3 separate regions of the Sus scrofa genome follow, and all the other regions are linked to region 1. Evidence: chromatin contacts called from public HiChIP or PLAC-seq and promoter capture Hi-C data. All regions are on one chromosome and are shown on one strand. Each heading gives the region's core, a stretch centred on a gene start, on an enhancer-like site or on the middle of the called end of the contact. The rest is flanking DNA. Distances are from core to core; before and after follow the strand shown. Region 1 holds the start of ARRDC3 (arrestin domain-containing protein 3). Region 2 overlaps ADGRV1 (G-protein coupled receptor 98). Region 3 overlaps ADGRV1 (G-protein coupled receptor 98).

Region 1 (3,581 bases), core at 378-2,877:
AATTACATAACCAGTTTTAACATTATATTCTTCTTGGGCTAGGAATTAAGTCATCCCCACCACCTGACGCGTGTAACCAATCTGCTGAGAGCAGAACAAGCGCCCCTCCTCACCACCCCCTAGAACTGGTCCGAAACAGGATTGAACCGCTTCTAACAAAGGGTGGAAACTTAGAAAAACAAGCTTAGAGTCTCCTATATTTCCACAATGTGACCATTTAAACAATAGATTGGAAATCTCAGGACCCCTTCTCCCTTTGACAACCCTTTATCTCCCTTTTATAACCAAAAATCAAATCCAAATGAGCCGAATACTTTTCAATTCCTTTTGACTGGCTTAGGTTTCATTGAATGCAGTTCCAAAGTTAGGCATGATGCTCAGAAAAAAAAAAATTGACTTTAAATGGCTTCTAAAACCGATTTGAAACATATCATAATGATTGGTATTGTCCTTTAAAATAGAGAAGGCTTGATGTAAATTTCTAAAGGAACTGGAAAGAATAGGGAAAAAACACGTGGGGTGTTCATACCATATGTCAAAATAAGCCACAGAAACCCTTTATCAAAGAACAACAATCAATTCTCTAAAGTCTTTGAGTGTCAATATTAAAAATGAAGTACACCCATTAACCCACTTAAAAATGTTATTTCATTTCTTCATTGAGGCTTAATTTTTAAGATCTAAGGTTCCACAGAACAAGGAAAAAATCTAATATTGGACTGCAGCTTTTAGCAATTCATTTGAAAACGTATCAGTAAAATTACTGCCTCGGATTTAAGCAGAATTTATAAGGTGGAAATAGACTGCAAGCGCGTATGGCACAGATCAAGCCGGGTATAGAGGTAGTTGAATAAGTGCAGTTTGCAGTCACTTTGCAGATGCCTGCATGCATTATGGCTTAACACACGATGAAAGTCAAGGAGAATTCAAATCTTGGCTAACTTTGCTAACATTTATCAAACTGCTATATTTTATGCTAGGAGTAACATTACATTAATTCAGAGAAATTGAACAGATACTTTCCCAAAGAAAATAGGTGTAATAATTTCTGAATAATGTAAAAACTTACCTCTTTCGTGTCCAATTAAGATGTCTTTATGATTGAAATATTCTACTTCTTCAGTGTAATTCTGTGTGTAGGCAGTATTGGAGCCGGCGTTTCTCGATTCGGTCCAGCGTACTTTCGCATGTCCTCTTGCATGAATTTTAAGAGATTTTACTCTGATTTCCCCAGTAACTTCTAAATTCACCCTTCCTGAGACTGTATCCCCACTGGAATACACAGGGACATTGCTGTCATTAAGACAGTCAAAGCTTATTGTCAAACTCTTTACCTTTCCCAGCACCATGTTTGTAACAAAATCTATAAAAAATATAATGTAAGACAAAAAAAAGTCAAGAACACATATAAAATGTGATCTTCACTTAACACTGATCGATGTCTTTGCCGTGCAAAAAGCTTACAGGCAGGATCAGTGATTCTTTACAAACAGTTCATTGAGATTTCTTAAAAAGTCAAGGCAGCAGAGAGGCTGCTGCTCCTCGCTCCTGCTAGTCTCAGTGGTCTCCTTACAAAGACGGGCGGCTGGAACCTGCCAGCTCACTTTAAGAGCAGCTTTGTGAAAAACAACCCCAGGGCGCATGCGCACGCCGCGGCTGCTGTCGCCCTCCCTGCGCGCCCCCTCCCGCGCCGGGCTCGCTCCCTGGCTCGCTCGCTCGCGGGTACAGTAGGTGTACAACCAAGGAAGACGGCAGTGGGGCTGCCGGGAGGCCGAACCTGACTTCTCTTCATTGTGGGTTCCTATTGGTAGGCAGGCTACCGTAAACCCTCGACGTGCTATCTGGAGTCCCTTATCGAGCATACTCCGGCAGAAAGATAATGGCCGAGGGGGCACTGGGGGACAAGGTTGGGTGGGGAACTGTTTGCAAAGCCAAGTAAAGACAAACTGATGAGTGACCAAGCCGGGAGAGTGCGTTACCGGCGCTGTAGGGGTTTGCCCATTCCCCGGAGGGAAGGAAGCAAAAGTGATGTGTGTAGAGAGATGGGGGAAGGGAAGAAACCGGTTGGGCAAGGGCTGCTGAGCATAATCTAATGAATTTCAAAAGAAAATGTAATAAAAACTAGAGAAGCAATGATATTCACGGACAAGAGCATTCTTGGCCTGCACTGTTTGTTTGTTTATTTAAACCAGTGCTTTGTAGGCAGTGAAGAAATGAGCTCTGTGGAGGCCAAATCCAGACTAAAAGAGAATACTACACGGAGCAAGGAAGAGAAGCAAAAAAATGTACTCAGTATGTTTTGCTTTCTCTTCTCTTAATTCGATAGCAATGAAAAGCAACCAGGTTGTTTGCATGATGACATCAGGGGAAAAAAGGTTTGACCACTTCCTCGAAGAAAGAAAAAAGTCCTTTTTTGAGATACCACCTACAGCTAGATTTGCAGGGTATGACATGATTACAACTCCTGTGTCCAAAGGATTAAGAATAGAGTTCGGCCTAAAAAGTACTACCTTATAAAAGGCTGCATCACTGCGTTTTAGCTGACGTAATGTTTACAACAGGATTGAAAAATTTTTGTTAGAAGTTAGTGAGGCGCAGAAGATGGTTCTTTAAGAGAGAATTTGTTATATAAATAGGGCTTAATTCTGTAAAGTTTTAATTTTAACTTTCAGCCTTGGACTGTTCAACCCAGTAATTCTCATAATACATCTATCTTAAGGACAGATACATTTGTCTCTTTATTGTGAACGTTTTGATAGCAAATAACAATGCTTTCATAAAAATCACTGGGATTCAAGGCATAACAGCATAAACCTATATAGATTTTTTGCATTCAACAAAATTGCTTATAGAAGAGAAATATAGGAAGAAAAAATAGTACTCTGGAACTGTATGTGTGTGTGTGTGCGTGTGTGTATATATATATATATATAAGCAAATACACTTTGGAAGATTTTTGGCTGTCCATGTCTAAGCCATTTTAGTTTCTTTGTGCAGTATATTTGGGTAGGTTGAACCAGTGTGTCACAGCACACTAAGCTCATTGGTCTTGCTGGGTTTGTTTGTTTTTTGGGAGGGGGGAGAAACTAAATTTTATTTAGTTGGATCTTAGTTGAAAAGGCAGTATCTTGGAGTCAAGAGCTTTATACAGATTATAAATATGCAGACTATTTAGACAGTTAATTGGCAGGATATTTATCTCTTGATGGAGCTTAGATGGTTGTGTTTAAAACTATGAATCAGAGTGGAAGGAATAGACTCCCCTCCCCTCTTGGTTGACACCTGGTGGCTGTTCTAGTTGTCAAGTGCTTGGCTATTCTAGTTCAAGTACAAGCTTCAATAACCGATACTATTTGGGGTTTTTCGCCACCTAGTGGTAAAAGTGGTGAATTTGTTAAAGTGTTTGACGTTAAGGTGACATATACTAAGCAGCCAAATGACGTTGGACAAAGAATGGATTTAAAAGTGCAGTTCAAAGTGAGGCCTTTATTACCAAAGTTGTTCTAAATTACTAAGGACTTGTGAATAATTGCTTAATTCTTCAGAATTTTTAGTAAAACCTCTCCAGTTGGAATATGACT
Region 2 (3,497 bases), core at 194-2,693, 370 kb before region 1:
GATGACACACAGGTGAGTTGACTGAGTTTCAGTACAATGCTCTGTTTAATTGTAATCATGTACACTGGGGACAGACAGATGAAGATTTTATATACACTGCCATGTCTCTTATATTTGCTTCTGAGACAAAATTCCCGAAGTAGAGAGGAAAATATGTGTCAGGAACTTGGAGGCAGGCTTTAGGATGTGGTCAGTAGAGTTGCTGGATCATAAGACTCTTCTTAGCTTCTGGAGTGGCGTCACAAACTCTAAGGCCTTCAGAGGCCAGTCACACAAATGAAGACAAATACAAGGCAATGGGGAATGTGACAGTGAGGACACAGGAGTTTAAGCCCTGCCTAGGGGCATTCACACTCATATCATTAAGAACACTGTATAGGCCAAACAAAACGTGTGCAGGTAAACGTTCACTTTCTCTTGTGTGATGCGTGCCATTAGGCAAAGGCCAGTTCTCTCAGCGGGTTTAGTTTGGTAGATCCCCTTAGATTTGTCAAGTGTCTGTTAGCATCTAAGGGAGTTCTAAAGCCTTGATGGAAAGAATCATTGACTCTATCATATTGCTCTCATCTTTTCTCTGCTCTTCCTCTTCCTCCCACAGCACACATGCACAGTCATGCACAGGCCTAGGAATCCAGGAGCCTGAGGCCCGAACTCCACTGAAAACAGGCTGGTGTATTAATTCTCAGCACTAGAAGGGAAGGTGCAGTTAATGTGGGATGGCAGCTGTTTGGTGTAACTAAATAATGCTAATTTTTATTTTATCAGAAGATAACATTTCTATGCTTTAAATTGCTTTTATTTCCTTTGAATTTGGATAATGACATATACGTATTCTAAAAACAAAAATTGCATTGAAATAGTTTCCTTCCCACAGGTATTGTGACAGAAAGGACATAGTCAGTGCTTCACATAATTGATTCTAAAACCAGTGCATTGCTTAAAATAATGCCACTGTATCAGTGACATTTTCCAGTTTTCCCTTTATTGCATGATTCAGAACTGTTCTGTTTACTCTTCCTGTCTGCCCAGTGCAAAAACAGAAAAAGTTAGAATATTTGAATATCCTTTCCTTGGATTCCTTACAAATTCTTCATATAAATATTTCTGTAGGACTTCATAACCAAGCAAATAGAACAGTTATATAGGATGACTTATGATTAGCCGAGTATTAAAAGCTGTTTAACTACCAGAACCAGGAGAATAGATGAAATCCAAATACATGTGATAGTAAATAGTAAACATGCTGTTATATTTGCCTTAGATTAATACTGTCTTTCTAGATAATGAAGACATTCGTAGGTTATTCAGTGATGTTTTTCGCTTTGTGGGTTAATTGCACAAGCTGCATGGAAGCAAAAAGCCATGCTCTGTTCTAACTCAAACAAAAGCCCAGAGAAAGGGGAAGAATGCTGCATAGACTGGAGCCAGCCAGTTTGATCCGGCACTAGTTAGTAATGACAGGGAGAGAGAGGTGGGACTCTCAAGAGGAGGAGCCCTCAGAAGGGGAATTATGTTCAGCCAGTGCCTGATTTCAGAGATTCACTGTAAAGGCCATTTAGAAGATCTCATTTGAATGTGTGGTTATGGGCATAATGTTCTCACAAAATTCTTATTTATCTGTGAAAGAAACACAGAAATAGCTATTTGTGCTACAGCAGCATTTTCTATATTTTCCTGGCCTGAGATTTGCCCTTTTCTTCCCTGTGTTTAGAGTAGAGTATGAATACTGATAAAACCTAATCCTTAGTGTTGAACATTTCCTAAGAAAAAAATAAAAACAAAGTATAAACAAAATCTACTTCTGGAGAGTTCCTAGGAAGATTGTGCCGAGTGAAAACACTTCTTTTAAATGTTGTAAGCAGATATCACCATCAAAAGCAAATGAAACTTTGCTTCACAGGGAAGTCTAATCACCATATTGTAAGATGTGCATTAGGGATGCCCATTTGCTCTAAATCAACAGAGACAGGAAATCACTTATAATCCTCCGTGAGGATTACAGTCACTAAAGATTTTCTTAAGTAAAGGAAATGAAATTGGTTAATAGTAAATGATCAGTCCTGTGAACCTAACATAAATAGCTATTTTTTAAAATGAGAATGACCTTCAGGAATGAGTTAAATTGGGTGGGCAAGAGTGTGGATATGGGGCTTCTGGTATATTTCAAACTCATCATTCTCAAATCAGTTCTGTCTCATTAATTTTGGTTTTACTACTGCTAGGCGGCAATCCAAAACCATTTAAAACCTGCTAGATGGTTTTCACCCAGGAGTCACTGCCAACCTGGTCCCCTAACGGAAAATGCAGAGACTGGAGACAGAACTGGGAGAACAGTCTAACCCAGATTCTTAGCCACATAGATATCTTAGGAATTTAAAAATTCAACTTCAAGGCCAACTCACATGCAGAACCAGGATAGTCTAAATTCAGGTGCATGTGAAATAAAACCCAGAGCTAACTTGACATTTCATTGAGTAGAAGCCATCCATGATTAACTCATAGTGTTATAATGATTTTGGAAATTAACATATGATGATGCAATTGATTTCTAATTTTCCATGGTAACTGTGATCACAAAAATCCTAATAACCTCACTTTGGCCATTGATTTCAGTCTTCTCGTAAAGCCTTATGTTAGAGCAGTCACAAGAAAATCCTACCCTTCTTTATTCTCCCCACTTTTTGGTAGCTATCCATCAAGTAACGCATTGTCTAGAAGTAAGATGGTAAAGCCAAAAGCCTAGCTAATCTAATCCAAAAGTGTGAATAATTAGAATTATTAACGAGCCAACCTTTCTTCAGTGATGACTCATTGATACCATTCATTCATCAAACATTCTGTGAAACTACCCATGAGTATTATAACTGCTGAGTCCTTAGAGAGCAGAGATATTTAGGACAACCCTATATAATCTTTGACTTAAACATATGAGGTGACAATTAACAAACAATTCAAGTCAGTGTTCAATTATGAAAACTCTAAGTAGCAGACACAGTAAGGAGTTGGTTTTGGAAAAACAGTGGGCCAGGAGTATTTGAAGAGAGTGCTATGACTTGTGTTCTCTGGAGGAGGGTTAATTTTGACTAAAGGGATGGAGAGCAGACGTGAATATGAAATATTTACAGAAGATTGAGGAGTTTCTCAGAGTTCATAGTAGGTTCTGAGTTTAAGACTAGTGAAAGGTTTAAGTGTACAGATAAAGAAGAGTCAGGTTGAAGATTTTAAAGTTAATCTTTATAGATCAAGGCTCACAAACCCAAATGCCTGCAAGAGACCAGAAAAGCTATTTAAGTGAGGCTCTAGGGACTGTGGTAACTGGTAAATGCATGCCCTTTCTAATCGGAAGCTGTTATCCAACTCTGACTAATCATTGCCTCTGGCAAGGACTTCTGACTTTTTAAGAAAAACTGAGTATCTGAACTGTTGTGTGAAATATCTAGATTTTTAAAACACCAAGCAGATCAAACAAAACCTATCTGGAAGCTGACTTCAGCCTA
Region 3 (3,956 bases), core at 815-3,314, 450 kb before region 1:
AGCCAGCTTAGGTACCCAGGTAGGAGAGCTCTGGGTTTTCCTACTTTCATGAGATGTTTGTGTTTTTTCCTCTGTGATCCTTGAACTGAATGTGTAAGTAAAGTTTAATTTCAGCTCAGTTGAAATAAGCTTGTTTAATTTTGAGGTGGAGGAGGATGGGGAAGGAGAGCAGTTAAGAGGAAAGCTGAGTATCAGATCTAAACAGTATATTTCGTGAACTTTTTTCTACAGAAAATACCTTAATATTACCACTTATAAGAAAATGGCTGCTTCTTACCATGAAGCATCCTATTATCAACACATCTATGTGAAATATATTACTAATATGTGTATGTATATATTAAAATTTTTTATTTAATCTGTTTAAATAAAATATATTGTTACAGATCCTTTATATGAGGGGCATTAAAATAACACATACTTTAAGATCTCTGGATAATGTTTTGTTTCAGTTAATATTACAGAACACAGTTTGGTTGAACAATCTTTTTTGAAGAATTGTGTCTGGCAGAAGAAATAGTGTGAAAAATATTGAGTCATTCTTTAGCATGCACTTTAAAGCATTCAGTTTAAAGCCCAGAAGGCAGATCAAAAGATGAAATCAACTGCCCTTTCTGTCTATAACGTACTCACAGTCTAGGTAAATAGATGTACATACAAATCACTCTAATGCTGTGTGGTAAGTGGATAAGGGTAAACATAGACTATTTGTGAATAAAATGAGGACGTATTTTTTTCTGTGAAAGTCAAGGAAGTCTTCATGGAGGAGATGATATGTAGGGTGGCACTTGAATGAGAAGTTCATGCAGGTTGTTGATTAAGAATGAGAGAGGCATAAGATGTCTATACAAGCAAACAGGAAAAATCACTTTACATAAATGTGTTGTGCTGTACACTTGTGCACATTTTAGCTTGCTAACAGCATTTTACTGAACTCCAAATAGAACTTTTTAAAAATAATACTAGTGGAGGCACTAGTGTAATGGAATGGAAAATCATCTGTGACGTTGGACTTTCTCTTGCCTTTTTTGGTCCCAGGAGTGAAAATGACATGTGTAAATCTTATAACTCTGTTTTTTAGGGAACAATTAAGTGCTGAATTCTAAGTAGAAGATCTCAGATTGTGCTTTTCAAGTACCTATAACTATGAGAGGTAACAGCTGTTACCAAAGAGGGCTTACACTGAGTTTGACAAGGCTATTTATATTGCCTTGGTAACTATCTTCACTGTCTGATCTTGCCTTTGCTTCTTGTATTTAAGATCGTAGAAAACCCGCCTTCCATAATTAGAGTTTACTTGGCTGTATTCACCACCCACTCTGGTGATTTTTTGGCAGCAGAGTTTGTACAAGTCTTAATTATAGAACCATAGAATTACAGACAACTCTTCAGTGTCCTAGCAGACAAATTTGCTCATGTCTAGGGATGTGAAAAAAAGACTCAGGATTTATATCTTGGGACTTCTGATTCACATTGCACTTAACATTAATTTTGGAGAAGATGGTTAGTCAAATCCATGTTTTTCAGTATATTTTTAGAATAAATGAAGCAGTGTGGCATGAAAAATCCTATAAGGTATGACTTGGGACATGAAATAACTAAACAATAACTTCCATAGATTATTTTTGGCAGGAAGAATTGTTGATAGGTTGTTGACAAAAAGTACTGTTTCCTCAATATTTTACCTATCTGCTTGGATTTTTAAATATTTTCTAAATTAAAGAGAATATTTTTTTCCCTTAAAATTGTTTGGCAAAGTGTTTTTAAAATTCTTAGACTCTCCAAAAAAAGAAATGAAGCTGCCCATGGGAACCTGGGCCCACCCTTTCATTTCTGAATTTAAAAATCATGTTTATATCTCCAGTTACAAAATCTTGCCAGTTCATCTCGGATCTCTCATCTGGGATCCTTTCATCAACACTGAGTTTGTTTCCTCTCGAGAAGCCTTAAAAAATAGTTTGGGCTGTAGTTTTTTGGCTAGGAGCATGACATTTCTCTAGCTGACCTCAAGCGTTTGAGTTGTGAATACTCTGTGGACAGGTCTGCCAAGACCATTTGGTTTCAAATCTTTATTACTGACCTAGAACTAAGCTGAGTGACTTTCGTGGGAAAGGGAAGAATGGAAATGTGATGGTCTCTGACTTCCTTTCCAGGCCATGTGTCAGTGAGGGAGGCCATGATCATCAGGAAAGTGTGGTAGGCTTTGTCTACAGCTAGAAATATGTATTGTATCTAATATTCTTGCTTTAAAAGGCAAAAGATCCTGCTTTAATCTGGAATTTATGTCATTCAAGCATCTTTGAGAACCATTGACCATAAACTACCAGCAGGTGGCAGTAAAGATTTTTGGGGTTTTTTGTTTTTTTCAAAACCAGTTTTTTAGTCTCTAGCAAAGATGGAGTTCAGTAGAAAACTTGAGATGTTTCCACAGTGCTCATGTCACTGGGCTAGAAAGTATTCTTCTTCAGCTTAGCAAGTATGCATTTGTGATTTTCTACCTTTCTGTTTTTATCTACTTTCTTCAGAATTGAACTGAGTCTGTCAGGCTCTGAAAGAAAGCTTGTGTATCACTGGTTTGAATAGATCTTTCTATCATTTATCATTTGTAGTTAAATTCAGGGGTATAACATTATTTTCATGATATTTATGTTGTTATAAGCTTTAAAAAGTGTGTTGTTATAGAAAATATGCTTATTGAAATGCCTCAGAGGTTTTGAGATAAGATCTGTATTTTCAGTATTGTTTATATTTTTTAAGTATGTAATTTTCTTCAGTGCCAAGTTAATGTTTCTCACTTATCTAAAAGAAAATGATTAAATGGCAAGAAATTGTGAGCCCATTATCTTCAAGTATGAAGTGAAAAACAGCAAACAAATTTTCATGGCATTGGGTGATATTTCTCAGAAAAACATCTAATTATATCTTTGGAATTTTTATCTTAGAATCACATTACCAACCCATGTGTGCCCTGATAAGGTTGGTAAACAACTAGGACAAAGGACAAGTTTGCAGTTCAGGGTTCTCAGTTCTGGGGTTCTGTCTGAAAAAGCAACTCTCCAAATCTTAAAAAAAAAAAAAAGAACAGAAATTTCTTCATAGAAAATATTATGATAAGACAACTGCATTTACTCTGATTAGTAAACTTAACCTGATGAAAATGTTTGGGGTTTTTTCCTCTTTGTTTGTTTGTTTGCATGGCTTAAACACATTTTCTGAAACTGAAGAGCAAAGTAGTCTAGAAAAAAAATGTATGTAAAAATATTATATGAAATGACACTGAATATCTGAGAATTTGAAATACTTAAATATGAATTTTCGGTGGCTGCTGGATGTGCAGAAGTTTTAGCTTTCATAGGCCTTCTCCTTAAGAAGGGACGAGGAAATTGCCTTAAAATTCAGAGGACTGTTCTCTGGAATTCAGCAAAAGTTGGACAGGCAGTGACTTGTCCAGTTTCCTCATTCTGTAATGTTTTGGGATGTCATTTTGCAATATCCGTTTGTTTCCCAGGTAAGATCCTGCTCAGATACTCCTGCCAATAAATTCTGCTTTAATCTGCAGTTTATATCATTTTAACTCTGAATATCTAGCATCACTGAGACTCAGAATTATTGGCTGCACGTGACTGAAGCCAGAAGCTGTGACCTCTTCAATGCTGATTACTTCTGGCTGCTCCAGGACCTGATTTCTCTCCTGGCAGATGGCACTGTTTTGTTGAGACTGTCAGCTCAAGAAAGTCATTCCGTGTGTAGGGACTAAAAACATATCTAATAGGCAAAGATATGTGGATTGAAGCAAAGTAAGATAGAAATCGTGAAATACTTATTAATCAGAACAGATTTTTCATTAGCTAGAAGTTTTGGTGAATTACTTCTTAAGTAGGGTATCCTTATTTCTGTTTTTGTTATTTAAGGAAAAATGAATTTAGGAAATTACATACAAGGATCAAAATTGGACC

What was found. Promoter capture Hi-C pulls out the DNA fragments that hold promoters and counts their contacts. HiChIP or PLAC-seq counts read pairs in DNA pulled down with a chosen protein or histone mark.
Region 2: an H3K27ac HiChIP or PLAC-seq map of alveolar macrophages shows a contact between it and region 1. The contact joins the enhancer-like site here to the promoter of ARRDC3 in region 1. A contact is called at or near these places in 1 of 5 promoter capture datasets (fetal skeletal muscle), 7 of 47 Hi-C or Micro-C datasets (brain, embryonic fibroblasts, mesenteric adipose tissue and 4 more) and 2 of 2 datasets of contacts at active chromatin or transcription factors (alveolar macrophages and skeletal muscle).
Region 3: a contact with region 1 is called in a promoter capture Hi-C map of fetal liver, with 10 times the contacts expected there. The contact joins the enhancer-like site here to the promoter of ARRDC3 in region 1. A contact is called at or near these places in 2 of 5 promoter capture datasets (fetal liver and fetal skeletal muscle), 10 of 47 Hi-C or Micro-C datasets (adipocytes, embryonic fibroblasts, fibroblasts and 4 more) and 1 of 2 datasets of contacts at active chromatin or transcription factors (skeletal muscle).

What each region holds. Positions count from the first base shown.
Region 1 is chr2:98,443,083-98,446,663 of Sscrofa11.1, forward strand. ARRDC3 (arrestin domain-containing protein 3) reads right to left here and starts at 1,628. Exons shown (of 8, transcript XM_003123783.6): 1 at 1,070-1,628. The coding sequence starts at 1,349.
Region 2 is chr2:98,070,543-98,074,039 of Sscrofa11.1, forward strand. All of the region lies in intron 84 of ADGRV1 (G-protein coupled receptor 98), which reads left to right. Among named protein-coding and RNA genes, the nearest start is that of LYSMD3, 370 kb to the left of the region's middle. Within about 2 kb of position 1,444, at least 19 of the 83 cell types and tissues checked have an H3K27ac peak or open chromatin away from gene starts, as enhancers often do. A contact at or near this core is called in alveolar macrophages, where this site is marked.
Region 3 is chr2:97,997,472-98,001,427 of Sscrofa11.1, forward strand. ADGRV1 (G-protein coupled receptor 98) reads left to right here. Exons shown (of 91, transcript XM_021085372.1): 84 at 1-19. Among named protein-coding and RNA genes, the nearest start is that of LYSMD3, 300 kb to the left of the region's middle. Within about 2 kb of position 2,065, at least 12 of the 83 cell types and tissues checked have an H3K27ac peak or open chromatin away from gene starts, as enhancers often do. A contact at or near this core is called in fetal liver, liver and mesenteric adipose tissue, where this site is marked.